2 separate regions of the Mus musculus genome follow, and region 2 is linked to region 1. Evidence: chromatin contacts called from public promoter capture Hi-C data. All regions are on one chromosome and are shown on one strand. The core of a region is the stretch at or near the end of the contact, and the rest is flanking DNA. Distances in the headings are between cores, read along the strand shown.

What was found. Promoter capture Hi-C pulls out the DNA fragments that hold promoters and counts their contacts.
Region 2: a promoter capture Hi-C map of pre-B cells shows a contact between it and region 1, with 3 times the contacts expected there. The contact joins the promoter of Aars here to the promoter of Pdf in region 1. A contact is called at or near these places in 1 of 39 promoter capture datasets (pre-B cells) and 1 of 484 Hi-C or Micro-C datasets (B cells).

What each region holds. Positions count from the first base shown.
Region 1 is chr8:107,045,801-107,051,617 of GRCm38.p6, reverse strand. It overlaps Pdf (peptide deformylase (mitochondrial)), which reads left to right and starts at 3,004. Exons shown (of 2, transcript NM_026513.2): 1 at 3,004-3,557; 2 at 4,347-5,329. The coding sequence starts at 3,020. The coding sequence ends at 4,504. It overlaps Cog8 (component of oligomeric golgi complex 8), which reads left to right. Exons shown (of 5, transcript NM_139229.4): 4 at 1,308-1,476; 5 at 2,488-2,909. The coding sequence ends at 2,810.
Region 2 is chr8:111,029,709-111,035,999 of GRCm38.p6, reverse strand. Aars (alanyl-tRNA synthetase) reads right to left here and starts at 2,158. Exons shown (of 21, transcript NM_146217.4): 1 at 1,737-2,158. It also overlaps a transcript of Ddx19b not described here.

The DNA.
Region 1 (5,817 bases), core at 1,755-4,254:
TTTCAGCCTCTGGACTTACTGCTGAATAAGCTTACCCTTTCTAGCTCTTTCTGAACTCTGGCTGGCTGGTCATCTCAGCTGTTCTACTCAAAACTCCTCTTCACATTGACTGATTCAAACTGGCTTCTCTCAGCTTCTAACTGAATTGCTCTGCTTGTCCCCATACTAACTTTGGCAATGTGTTCTAATCTGGCTCCTCGTTCTCTGGCTTGTTCTGTCTTCACCTGTGTCTAACTTGTTCTCGCTTTGAAACCTGTCTGTCTCTAAAACTGCCCTCTTTCACTCTCCCCCCCCCCCCCCCGCCCCCTTCTCCTCTTGGAGCTGCTGCTCTCTCTTAAGTAGCCTTTCTTTGTTCTCGTGAGAGTTGGGCATATCCTGTTCTGTCAAATCTTTCTCTGATTTGTCACTTTGTCTGCCTCTAATCAATTAGACATCACTTCCAAACATGGGTGCTTCCTTCTATAAACTAACTTGACCTTCATTGTTTGCGATTAAAGGTGCGGACTGAGGGCATGTTTGTATTCCAGCCAGAGTAGCCATGTTGCTGGGTTAAAATCCCTTGCATACACACACACACACACACACACACACACACATATATACACACACACATATATGTATGTATGTATACACATACACATACATACACATATATCAATTACTGTCTATGAGCTAGGAATACAGGTGCAGTGTCTGGGTTCTGTGCTCAGGGTCTCACAAGCTGTATTCAAGGTGTCACCTGTTCCCTTAGAGGCTCATTCCAGTTGTCAGGTGCCATTCTGTGCCATTGGAAAATTGCAGAACTGAGGCCCTCAGCTCCTAGAGGCCATCTGCCACAGGCAGCTCACAACATGGCTTTTCTTCCTCAAGGCCAGCAGGAGAGCATCTCTCCTGAATTATTTCATCACACCCCATCTACCAGAACACAAAGCATTGAGTCATAAATCCACCAGTCAAATCACACAATTGTGTCTACTGACCACAGTGCTGAATTTCAACAAGATAGCAATGAAATGCATTGTTTGAAATGAATTTTCTTTTTCCTTTTTCTTTTACCTTTTTTTTGTTTTTCAAGACAGGATTTGTGTGTCTTGGTTGTATCCCCAGTTGTCCTGGAACTTGGACTATAGACCAGGCTGGCCTGGAGCTCACAAAGCTCTGCCTGTCTCTGCCCCTAAGCACTGGGCTTAAAGGAGCCCCTGCCACCCCTGTTGTGAATGAACTTTCTCTATGCTGCAAGTTTGTGCTTGTCCACATAGTCAGCAGCGTAGACTGCCTCTGTGGTTGATTTTGACATTGTCCTGTAGGTAACCAAAACAATTCTGGCATTCCATCGAGCCGAAGAGGCTGTGTTCAGCAGTGGGGAGCATGAGATCTTTGTCCAGTTCTGCACTGCCTTCCTGGAAGACCTTGTTCCTTATTTGAACCGCTGTCTTCAAGTCCTTTTCCCACCAGCTCAGATAGCCCAGACTTTAGGTAAGAAAAAGGAAAGTTGTGTTTTTTTTTTTGTTTTTTTTTTGAGACAGGGTTTCTCTGTGTAGCCCTGGCTGTCCTGGAACTCACTTTGTAGACCAGGCTGGCCTTGAACTCAGAAATCTGCCTGCCTCTGCCTCCCAAGAGCTAGGATAAAAGGAAAGATTTTTTAAAAAATTTGTTTGTTTGTTTGGTTGGTTTTTTGATATGGGATTTCTCTTCAGGGGTTCCTCTGTGAAACTCTGGCTGTCCTGGAACTCTGTAAATCTCCTGAGTGCTGGGATTAAAGGTGTTCTTCACCACAGCCTGGCTTTTATCATTGTTGTTTTCGTTTTGTCTTTTTAAAGATTTTATGTGAGTGCTCTATCTGAATGCACACCTGCGTGTATGTCAGAAGAGGGCGTCAGATCCCATTACAGATGGTTGTGAGCCACGTTGTTGGGGATTGAACTCAGGACCTCTGGAAGAGTACTTAACCACTGAGCCATGTCTGTAGCCCTTGTTTTTGGTTTGACACTAGACAGGATCTCAGTATATAGCACTGGCTACCCTGGAACTAACTTGGTATACCCAACTGGCCTTGAACTCAGAGATCCTCCTGCCTCTGCCTCCCAAATAGCTGGGATCTGTGCCTGGACTCCAGTATTTACTGAGTGTCTCCTGGCTCAGGCTCCATCCACCCTTACAATGGGGCTCCAATATAACTAACTGTCCTTTTGTATTACAGAGATGCCCTTAGCCTGGCACAACTTTAATACCAGCATTTGGGAGGCAGAGGCAGGACGATCTCTGTGAGATAAGAGACCAGCCTGGTCTATAGAGTTCCAGCATAGCCAGGTCTCAAAAAAACAAAAAACCCAAAAAGATGTTCTTGTTGTATTGAAATATGTAATTGTGTTAAATCTTTTCTCTGAGTGTCCCCTCCCCTGCCCCACACCATCCCTGAGATCTCTGCATTGAATTTAATAACTTTTTTTTTCTTTTTCATTTCTTTTTCCCTACCATCTGGGTCAGGCATTTCACCCACCCAGCTCTCTAAGCACGGAAACCTTGGACACGTGAACATCAGCGCCATCCAGGAACCTCTCGCCTTTATTTTGCCTAAGAGAGAAACAGTTTTCTGTTTAGATGAGCAGGAGCTGGGGCCGGACCTCGTGGCCCCAGCTCCAGAGCTCCCTGCGGAGCAGCGGAGCATGGAGCCTGTAACAGAGAAGAGGGAACCAGGGGAGCCGCTGCCTCAGGAGCCCATGGAGGGGGAGCCGCTGCCAGCCGAGCCACCGAGTGAGGGAGGAGCCATAGGCAGTGTCCCCTGCCCGCAGCCTGGGGAGCAGCCCTGAGGGTACGCGCTTCTGCAGCGGGAAGGTGTGTGCAGTTGCTTTGCCCAGGATAGCGCGGGCCCTGTGGTATTTGCAGCTTTAATAAAACCGACAACTGTCGCCACTCGCCTGCTGTTCCCGACGATGGGCGTCCGGAAGTTACACGGGAACTACGCTTCCCGGCGTCTTTGGCGCTAGCGGAAGGAAGGGCCGCGGCGTCTCCCCGCGCCATGTTGCTGCTGGGCAGGCTGCCGCGGCCGGCGTGGGTTCCGGGGAGCCGGGCGCAGAGGTGCAGCTCCTTGGCCGCCTTGGAGGGCCCGGCGCGCACGCGCTCCTACTGGCGGTACCTCAGGCGCCTTGTATGTGGCGCGCCGCAGCCGCCATACGCGCACGTGTGCCAGGTCGGGGACCCGGTGCTGCGCGTCGTGGCGGCCCCGGTGGAACCCGAGCAGCTAGCGGGGCCGGAGCTGCAGCGGCTGGTGGGGCGGATGGTGCAGGTAATGCGACGGCGTGGCTGTGTGGGCCTTAGTGCGCCGCAGCTCGGGGTGCCGCTGCAAGTGTTGGCGCTCGAGTTCCCGGACAAGCTCCTCCGAGCCTTCTCACCGCGCCTGCGCGAACTGCGTCAGATGGAACCCTTCCCACTTCGGGTGCTGGTGAACCCCAGTCTGAGAGTGTTGGACAGCCGCTTGGTCACCTTCCCCGAGGGCTGCGAGAGTGTCGCCGGCTTTCTGGCGTGTGTGCCTCGCTTCCAAGCCGTGCAGATCTCAGGTGCAGGGGACGTGGGCAGCGGGGTGGTCTTGCTCTCTCTGGCTAGAGACAGTGCAGACACAGCGGCACTCGGGAGCCAACTGAACTCCTGAAGAGCAGGTCAGGCCCGCCTAGATGGGTTGCAGGGTGATTCCTTAGATATGGAGCCTGTCTTTCCCCTTTCTCATGAGTAGGTATATAGATTCCCATGTAAGTGTGTCTGTATTGCACACACGATTTTCCCAGTTTATCGTGGTGGGGCTTGTGTAAGAAAGTGGGACCCAGATTTACCCAGACTAGGGCAACAAACCATTCCATGCTTCACATTCACATTGTTTTATGTAATATGGTTATTTGCTACAGTGCCAAGCTGAAATACCTTTCTTTTGGGGGGGGGGGGTCGAGACAGGGTTTCTCTGTATAGCCCTGGCTGTCCTGGAACTCACTTTGTAGACCTCGAACTCAGAAATCCGCCTGCCTCTACCTCCTGAGTGCTGGGATTAAAAGGTGTGTGCCACCATGCCTGGCATGAAATACCTTTGATAAACAGCCCTTGAAAAGAGTTTTGATTTCTTATCCTTGCCCTGTAGTAGTGCTGGGAATCACGCTGAGTAAAAAGTCGGCACTGGACAAAATTGGGGTACCCTTTCTAGGAGGGATAAGAGCTGTTATCCACATTCACTCTTGGATGCTGCCTCTGTAGATAGGATATAAATAGGCATGGCCAGGGCAGGAAACAAAGTAGGGACAGGAGGTTGGGCATGAGTTCAGCAAAGCCTCACCTCATCGAGCCTGTAACTTCCTTTGCAGGACTGGACCCAAAAGGAGAGCCAGTGGTGTGGTCGGCAAGTGGTTGGACAGCTCGAATCATCCAGCATGAGATGGATCACTTGCAGGGCTGCTTGTTCATCGACAAAATGGACAGTGGGACATTTACCAATCTCCACTGGATGGAGGTGAATGACTAACACTCTCCTTGAATTGAGGATCTGGAAATCCAGCATGCAGACTAAGATGGTCACATCTGTGCTTCAGCTTGGAATTGGTTCCAGTCCGACAGTAGACAGTGTGTGCTGGTCTGAGATGAAGATGATAGAAATGCTTGCCCTGAAATCAGATCTGACAGAATACGATTACAGCAGGACTACAAATGTACCATTAAAGGAGTGGCTATTTCCTGACAATTTCCCATGGAGAGGAGTGGGCAGGCAAACATCCTCTGTACAAATGAGACACATTCTAACCCCACAGCCTACAATTGATTGATAAGGTAATCCAGATATCCAAAAGATTTGTTTTTTGAAACAGGGTTTCTCTGTGTAGCCTTGGCTGTCGTGGAACTCACTCTGTAGACAAGCTGGCCTCAAACTTAAGAGATATACCTGCCTCTGTACTCCTGAGCTTTGGGACTGAAGGTGTATCACACTACTGCTGGACTTGAAAGTTGTCTTAAAATGCAGTCTTAAAAGTCTGAGTGTGGTGGCACACCTTTAATTCCAGCACTCTGTTGGCAATCGTAGGCTAATGTTTAAGGCCATCAAAGGAACATAGTAAGATTCTCTTAAAAGAAAAAAAAAGCTCAAGTCTGGGGTGATAGCTAGGCAGTTAGGTTAAAGAGTGCTTGCTTTTTTTGCACAACACTAGAGTTCAGTTCTGAGCATTTACATCAATCAACTCACTACATCTATACCTCCAGCTCCAGGGAATTAAGTGCCGCCTCCTGGCCTCTGCAGGTATTGTTTTGTGTATAAACTTACACAGAAACATAATTGAAATAAAATCTAAAGAACAAAGCTTCTACTGGTAGCCACTTTGAATCAGAGCAAAGCAGACAGTGAAAGGCCGACATAATCTTGGCTATAGATACAGTTCTTTCCTTTGCAACTTACAGCTGGAGCATATGTAGCTCTGGGAGAACAGTACTTAAAGTGGAGGGACCTGGGTTTGATTCCTAACATCAAGAAGTAAAATACAGAATAATACCAGCTATTGGAGGACTGTGAGGTCTGTGTCACACAGCATTTCCAGAGCTACCTTATCTGGGGACCTTCTAAACTGGGTGGCATCTATTCAGTAGCAGATACTAGGTTATCTCATGGGAACATAGACCTAACATTACCATTCCTACAATTCCAGCCATTCGGAGCTGGAAGCAAGAGCATCAGAAGTTTAGGACCTGCCTGAGCCTTAGGGTTTGCAGGCCTTATGAGCACCGCTGCTTCCTGCCCTGCTAAGGAAAGCAGAGAGCAGTCCAGAGGGTCTTACCAGAAGTAAGCTTTAC
Region 2 (6,291 bases), core at 909-3,408, 4.0 Mb before region 1:
GTTTAGTGTCTGTGTGGAACAGGACCTTGTGAGCATCAAAAAAAAGTTATTGAACTGGACACTATTTTACGCCCATTAGCACAGAGTTTTTAAACACACCCGCAAAGCACATGACATCCTGACTCAGCCAACCACAACTCCAAATGATCTACTTACAACTTAGTCTATCACTCTGACAGAAGCCCCAAAGGGGCAAAAAGATGGTGACACAGGCTGAGTGTGTGTGGAGGGGTGGGGTGGGGGGTGGGGATGGACTTGCATTCCCACAGGATCTTGCTAGTCACCATAAGGAGTCAAGGTTTTCAGAAATCTTGTCACACCGCCTTCTCTTTTCAGCCCTCCTTAACAATGGCTACAGTTCGACTTTACCTTTAGAGTCATTGTTGCTGAAGAAAACAACCTGCTTCTCTCCACAGACAAGCTGAGGGAACATTACTTTCTAGAGCACACTTGAACCTCCCACCTTTGCCTAAGTAATGAATGAGGACTGTGTGCTAAGAGCCAGTGGAGAACCAGTGCCCCCATAGGGTGGCCACTACATACAGACTACACCAGAGTTGTATACTGGGATCTAACATGTCCATTACCCTATGAAGACTGAAGGCTGTTGAAAGCTGTGTCCCCACTCTGACCATCCCAGAGCTCGGGAGGCTGAGGAAGGAAAATGGAGGGTTGGAGGTTTCCAGGTCAGAGACCCAGCCCCCAATAAATAAATAAATAAATGAATAAATAAATAAAGTTTCCAACATTAAAACTTGTTCTTTCCTCAATATACATAACACGTCTGTAGCAGAGGCAGGTCCGAAAACAGTACATCCCAGCAGGGGCTTAAAAGGCCTTCAGAACTTTTATTTATTTGTTTGTATTTGCAAGCTTGGGGCCAGACCCAGGGCCTTGAATTACAAGGTGACTTCAGCCACAGGACCTTGTAACATATTTCCATTTACAAGCTAGCCGTTCTGCCTGGCCTCTCCTTTCCCTTCTTCCTAATGAGGTCGTTTTGATCAATCACAAAGAAACATACTTAAGCAAACCTTTCCTTTCTTCACCAGGTCTCTCCTCTTTATACTGTCTCCTAGCCTCAAATGATTTATTTGGTGTGACTATTTAATGCTCACCTCCCAATCACAGTCTATGTTACATCTCAGTAGGAATCCTGGCTGGCTTCACTTCACCGTTACAGTGTATTTTCAGTATCTAGTAAAGTGGTCGTCACCCATGCTCATGATTAATTATACTAATCTGTAAATAGCATGCTCTGCACTAACATACTCCAAAGCACACCAGGAAACTTAGACTGTTTGAAAAAATTGCTGAATATATTTGTTCGGGTGAACCTGAAGGTATCAACTATTCTGTTTTTAAGAATCGAATCGGGCCGAGGGTCGTAGCACACGCCTTTGGTCCCACCACTCTTGAAGATCTCTGTGAGTCGAGACCAGCCTGGTCTACATAGTGAAACCCTGTCTCAAAACAGCAACAGAAAGAAGCGAGTCTGGAGTGCTGGCTCACGCCTGTAATTCCAGCACTTGAAATGCTGAGGCAGGAGAACTGCCGCGAGTTCAAGGCCAGCCCGGGTTACAGAGTTGAGTTCAGGCCAGTCTGGGGTAAGGTGTGAGAACCTAATAAAGAATGAATGAAGATGCCTCTTAGAGAGACTCCATTTATCTTAGTCACCCTGCTCTTCAGGCCTGGTTCCCTAACCCCCTAAGAGATTAAAATTAGAGGAGACAAACCCTTAGCTCTGGGTGGCGACTGAAGAGCAACCGCGATCTTCCCAAGGTCTTGGTCCTCTGCAAGTCCACCAGAAACCACACCACTCTCAGTGCTCCGAGGGAATAGCAAAAGCTACTCTCGAGATCCGGCTCCTGCGGAGACCGGGTCCTGACCCAGGCCAGGGGCGGGACCGCCCGGCAGCCCGCTGCAGCTGCCCCTCCCCCTCCAAGCGCCGGCTCTTCTCGTAGAGCTCTCGGGGCTCACTTGCTTTTTTTCCCGAGGGTCCGGGTCCCCAGGTCCTTCCTTGCCCGGAGCCCACCGCCACTCGCCGGCAGTTACCTGCTCCCTCAGATGCGCACAAGAAGCTATACTCACCCGCCACAACCGGTGCCAGAGCCGTACCTCACCATCCAATCAGAGCGCTCTGATGAAAAGTGACCCGCTACGCCTTGTCATCCTCTGATATGATTGGTCCACTGGCATGCCAATCATTCGGAGCGCGAATGAGCTAACAAGCCGGTTTCTGGGAAGGCTCCTGGGCTCGGCTGATGCAATGCTCAAGAAAGCTAGGACATGGAGTGTCACGTGACAGGGTTGACTATTGGCTTCAGGAGGCAGACATTTTGGGTTCTATTGGCAAAGCCCTAATAGTTGACAGTTAACAAGAGGAATGAAAACATGAATTTGGTGGCGATCACAGATTTTGGCATAGAACTGTTTAACTGCAAAGTGATACACGTACCTCAAAGGTTCGTTTTTCGGCCTTTTGAAACGGAGCAAGGTGGTCTTGAAATCAGGGGATTTGCCAGTCTTGCAGGTGTGCACCAATCAAATGTTCTTATTGTTATCGCGTATAGATCGGCATGCCTTCTTTAACGGTACCCTGGACTGAAATAAGTGCTTCAACCACGCCGAAGCGCTTTGGCACTGACTGATACGTCCGGTTCTCTCTTTGAGACAGGGTCTGGATAAATTGTCCAGGTTGGCCTTGAATTTTTCACTCTTGTCTTAGCCTCCGGAGTAGGAGGCAGTACAGTCCTGTGACATTAGGCATAGCTTTATATTTGTCCTTCAGGTCCCAATAAGAAGAAATTCGGGTCTTGATTTTGAAGAGGAAGAAATGACGTAACCCAAGTTAAAGGACATCTGTCCCTCTGTTTGCTTTAGAAAACAAGTCAACATTCTTAGGAAACGCCTACAACGGTGACGCACATCCATAGTCCCAGCACTTGAGAGCCAAGAGGATCAGAGCTTAAGGCTACCCTTGGGCCTTGGGCACAGTCTCAAAATAACACACACAAAACCTAAAATCTATAGGTAAGGCATCACACTAAAAAGTTCACACACCGTTTAATTTTTAAACTGTATTATCAGGTCTGCTAGTACCACTTTTTCACAGATGAGGAAACCCCAAATTACACGAAAACTTTTTCATGATGTACAGCTTTACAGAACAAAGAGAGTCATAAGTCAAGGTAATTTTAAAATATAGTGATGGTTATATCTGAAAGGCGACTATAGCAAGATGGAAAGCTTTTCTATAGACCCAAGATGTTATCTGATGGCATCTTTAGCTTTTTGGATGGTGGAAGCCAGTGGTCTGGTAAGTTAATAGATTCCAAATGGTTTCTATCTGTTAGTACAAGACTTTATTAGTTCAAACACAGAAATGGACAAAGAATGGTTGTTTTCAGAAGGCCAGAACTAGTCCAAGACAAATTCAATTAGCCTGTGAGCTTACGACATTCCTGTCTTCACAGTACTGACCTCAGATCTAATCAGTCAATTAGTATCCACAGACATAGTATAGTCTCTTTCCAGTTTTTGTTCACAGCTATATACCAAGACCTTGTCTTTTTATTTTTATTTTTTCCTCTGTTTTTACATAGTCCCTGGCTATCAAATAACTCAACAAATAAACCAGGATGGCCTTGAACTCACAAAGATTTGCCTGCCTCTGCCTCCCAAGTGCTAGGTTAAAGGCCCTTGCAACAGGATCAGCTTTTCTTTTTTCTTTTCTTTTCTTTTCTTTTTCTGTCTGTCTGTCTGTCTGTTTGTTTTTCGAGACAGGGTTTTTCTTGTATAGCCCTGGCTGTCCTGGAGCTCACTCTGTAGACCAGGCTGGCCTCGAATTCAGAAATCCGCCTGCCTCTCCCTCCCGAGTGCTGGGATTAAAGGCGTGCGTCACCACGCCCAGTTTGCCCAGGGTGTCATAAAGAGATGAGCAGAGGGCTAGAGAGATGGCTCAGTGGTTAAGAGCACTGGATGTGTGCCACCACCGCCCGGCAGGATCAGTATTTCTTAAAATGTAGACACTACTCCTGTGAAGGAATTTCTATTCATAGGTCAATTCAACAACAAATGACAACTTGAAACTTCAAGTGACCTGGAGAAGGCATCTATGGGTCTTTGGAGAGAACATGCTCAGTGCGCATGCGTAAGCAAGAGCCGTTCAGTGCCCCTCTTATGATTGGCTGGGAGGAGCCAACTTCAAAGGCTCAGCCAATGGAGCTTCGGCTTGGTTTGGATTGTGAGTGGCCGTTGGGGAAGCCTAACCGCCATGTTGCGCCGCGATGGCCGGAGCTGCTGGCCGGGTCGAGGTCGAGCCCGAGCCCGAGCCCAAGCCCAAGCTCGGAATCCACTTTCCCTGCCCCTGACTGGTGTGAGTATCTGTGCGGGTAGCTTTCCTTCCGTACCTTTAGGCGCTTTTCTCGCTGCTAGAAAGAAGGCAGGGGAATAAATGAACGAGTAAAAGCTAAGGAGACAGCGGGGCAGTGGTGGCGCAACGCCTTTAATCCCAGCACTTGGGAGGCAGAGGCAGGTGGATTTCTGAGTTCAAGGCCAGCCAGGTCTACAGAGTGAGTTCCAGGACTGCACAGAGAAACCCTGTCTCAAAAACCCAAAAAAAAAAAAAAAAAAAAAAAAAAGCTAAGGAGACTTAACCACCAGCAGGCACGGAGCCCCAGGCCTTTAATATGTCCCAGAACCCAAATGACTGCCTACCATGAGTTAGCAAACAGGCTGACCTCGGCAACACGGAAATAAGTACAGGAGACTGAACTAAAGTGCCTAATTGGTCTTTCCTCACACACCACTTTGGACATCACGTTCTTTCTCCTTAGAAGTCCTCAACGATGTTGGGGGTTGAGTCTTGAGAGTCTAGAGTTTTTTGTTTGCTTGTTTGTTTGTTTGTTTGTTTGTTTGTTTTTGAAACAGGGTTCTCAGTAACAGTGCTGCCTGGCCTGGAACTTGCTCAGCAAACCAGGCTGGCCTCGAACTCAGAGATCCACCTGCCTCTGTTTCCTGAGTGCTGGGATTAAAGGCGTGTGCCACCACCGCCCAGCTTTTTTTTTTTTTTTTTTTTTTAAATAGAAATAACACACTAAACTTAGTTCAGGATAGCAGTTCCTCCTGTGATGGTTACAGAGGCTGCTTTTGGTATTCTTTGTTGGTGCTCTGAACAATCTCACTAGCCCTAGGCTAGCCTTCAACTCAGTATATAGCCAACAATAATCTTGAACTGGATCTTTCTGCTTTTACCTTCCAAATGCAAGTATTACAGGGAGAACTGCCTGCCTTGACTTGGAGAGGGCTTCAGCTGAAATTCCTTGTTTATGTTTGAGTTACTAGACATTCAGGGTCTGGATTAGTCTGCTAGGCAAGAGCACCACTTTCAATTCCACGTTTTATTTCTTTATTCCCGTGGTAGAAGCCTAGGTTGTGTGTGTGAATGTGAATGTGTATGGGTGGGGGGACGGGACTGACTGACTTTTAAATTACTTTTTGGCAATTTCATAAAGGGTCTTAGCAATCTGGTCACACACTCTTTAATCCCCCTCCCATCCCCTAGAAACTGAGGTATTTGTTAAATGTTATTTCCTTTGTTGTTTATCTGAAGTAAGATTTGTTGTTCTTTTTCTGGGGCGAGGCCGTTGAGACAGGGTCTCACTGTTTATTATAGTCTTGCGTGGTTTGGAACTGTCAACCAAGCTGGCCTCAGACTCATAGCGATCCACCACCCTCTGCTTCCTGGGTGCTGGGCTCATTTATAATGGCTCACTTTACCACACTGAGGTGTGCTTTGTTTTGGTTTTGGTTTCCTTTTGATGGTATGTTGCAGGGAATAATAAATAAAGGCATCTGCCCATGCTATCCTCAGCTACTCTCAGGCCCTGGGGACCCTGCTGCATCCCATTCCCAGCCATACACCCCGCTGTGGTCAGCGATCCCAAATCCCAGCAACCCAGTAAAACCAAAACTCTAGAGGCTTGTAATTTATAAGTCAGATTTATATCAGTAAATTCTCACCCCACAGAAATGTCCACGCAATTACTCAGAACCAATTGATATTGATATAAATTGCCCACCTAGATAAGACAAACTGTCCTGTAATTATCCATTTCTTATAAGATATTCATAGTTACCTGTGGCTATTTAAAGCCACATGGAATCTTGATCGTCTCTCTTCCTCTATCTTCTTCCTCTCTTCCTGTCCCGGTCTTGGTCTCTGAAACTCTTAACTCCGCCCCCTTTTCCCTGTCCAATCACAGGCTTCTTGTATTCATATTTAAATTA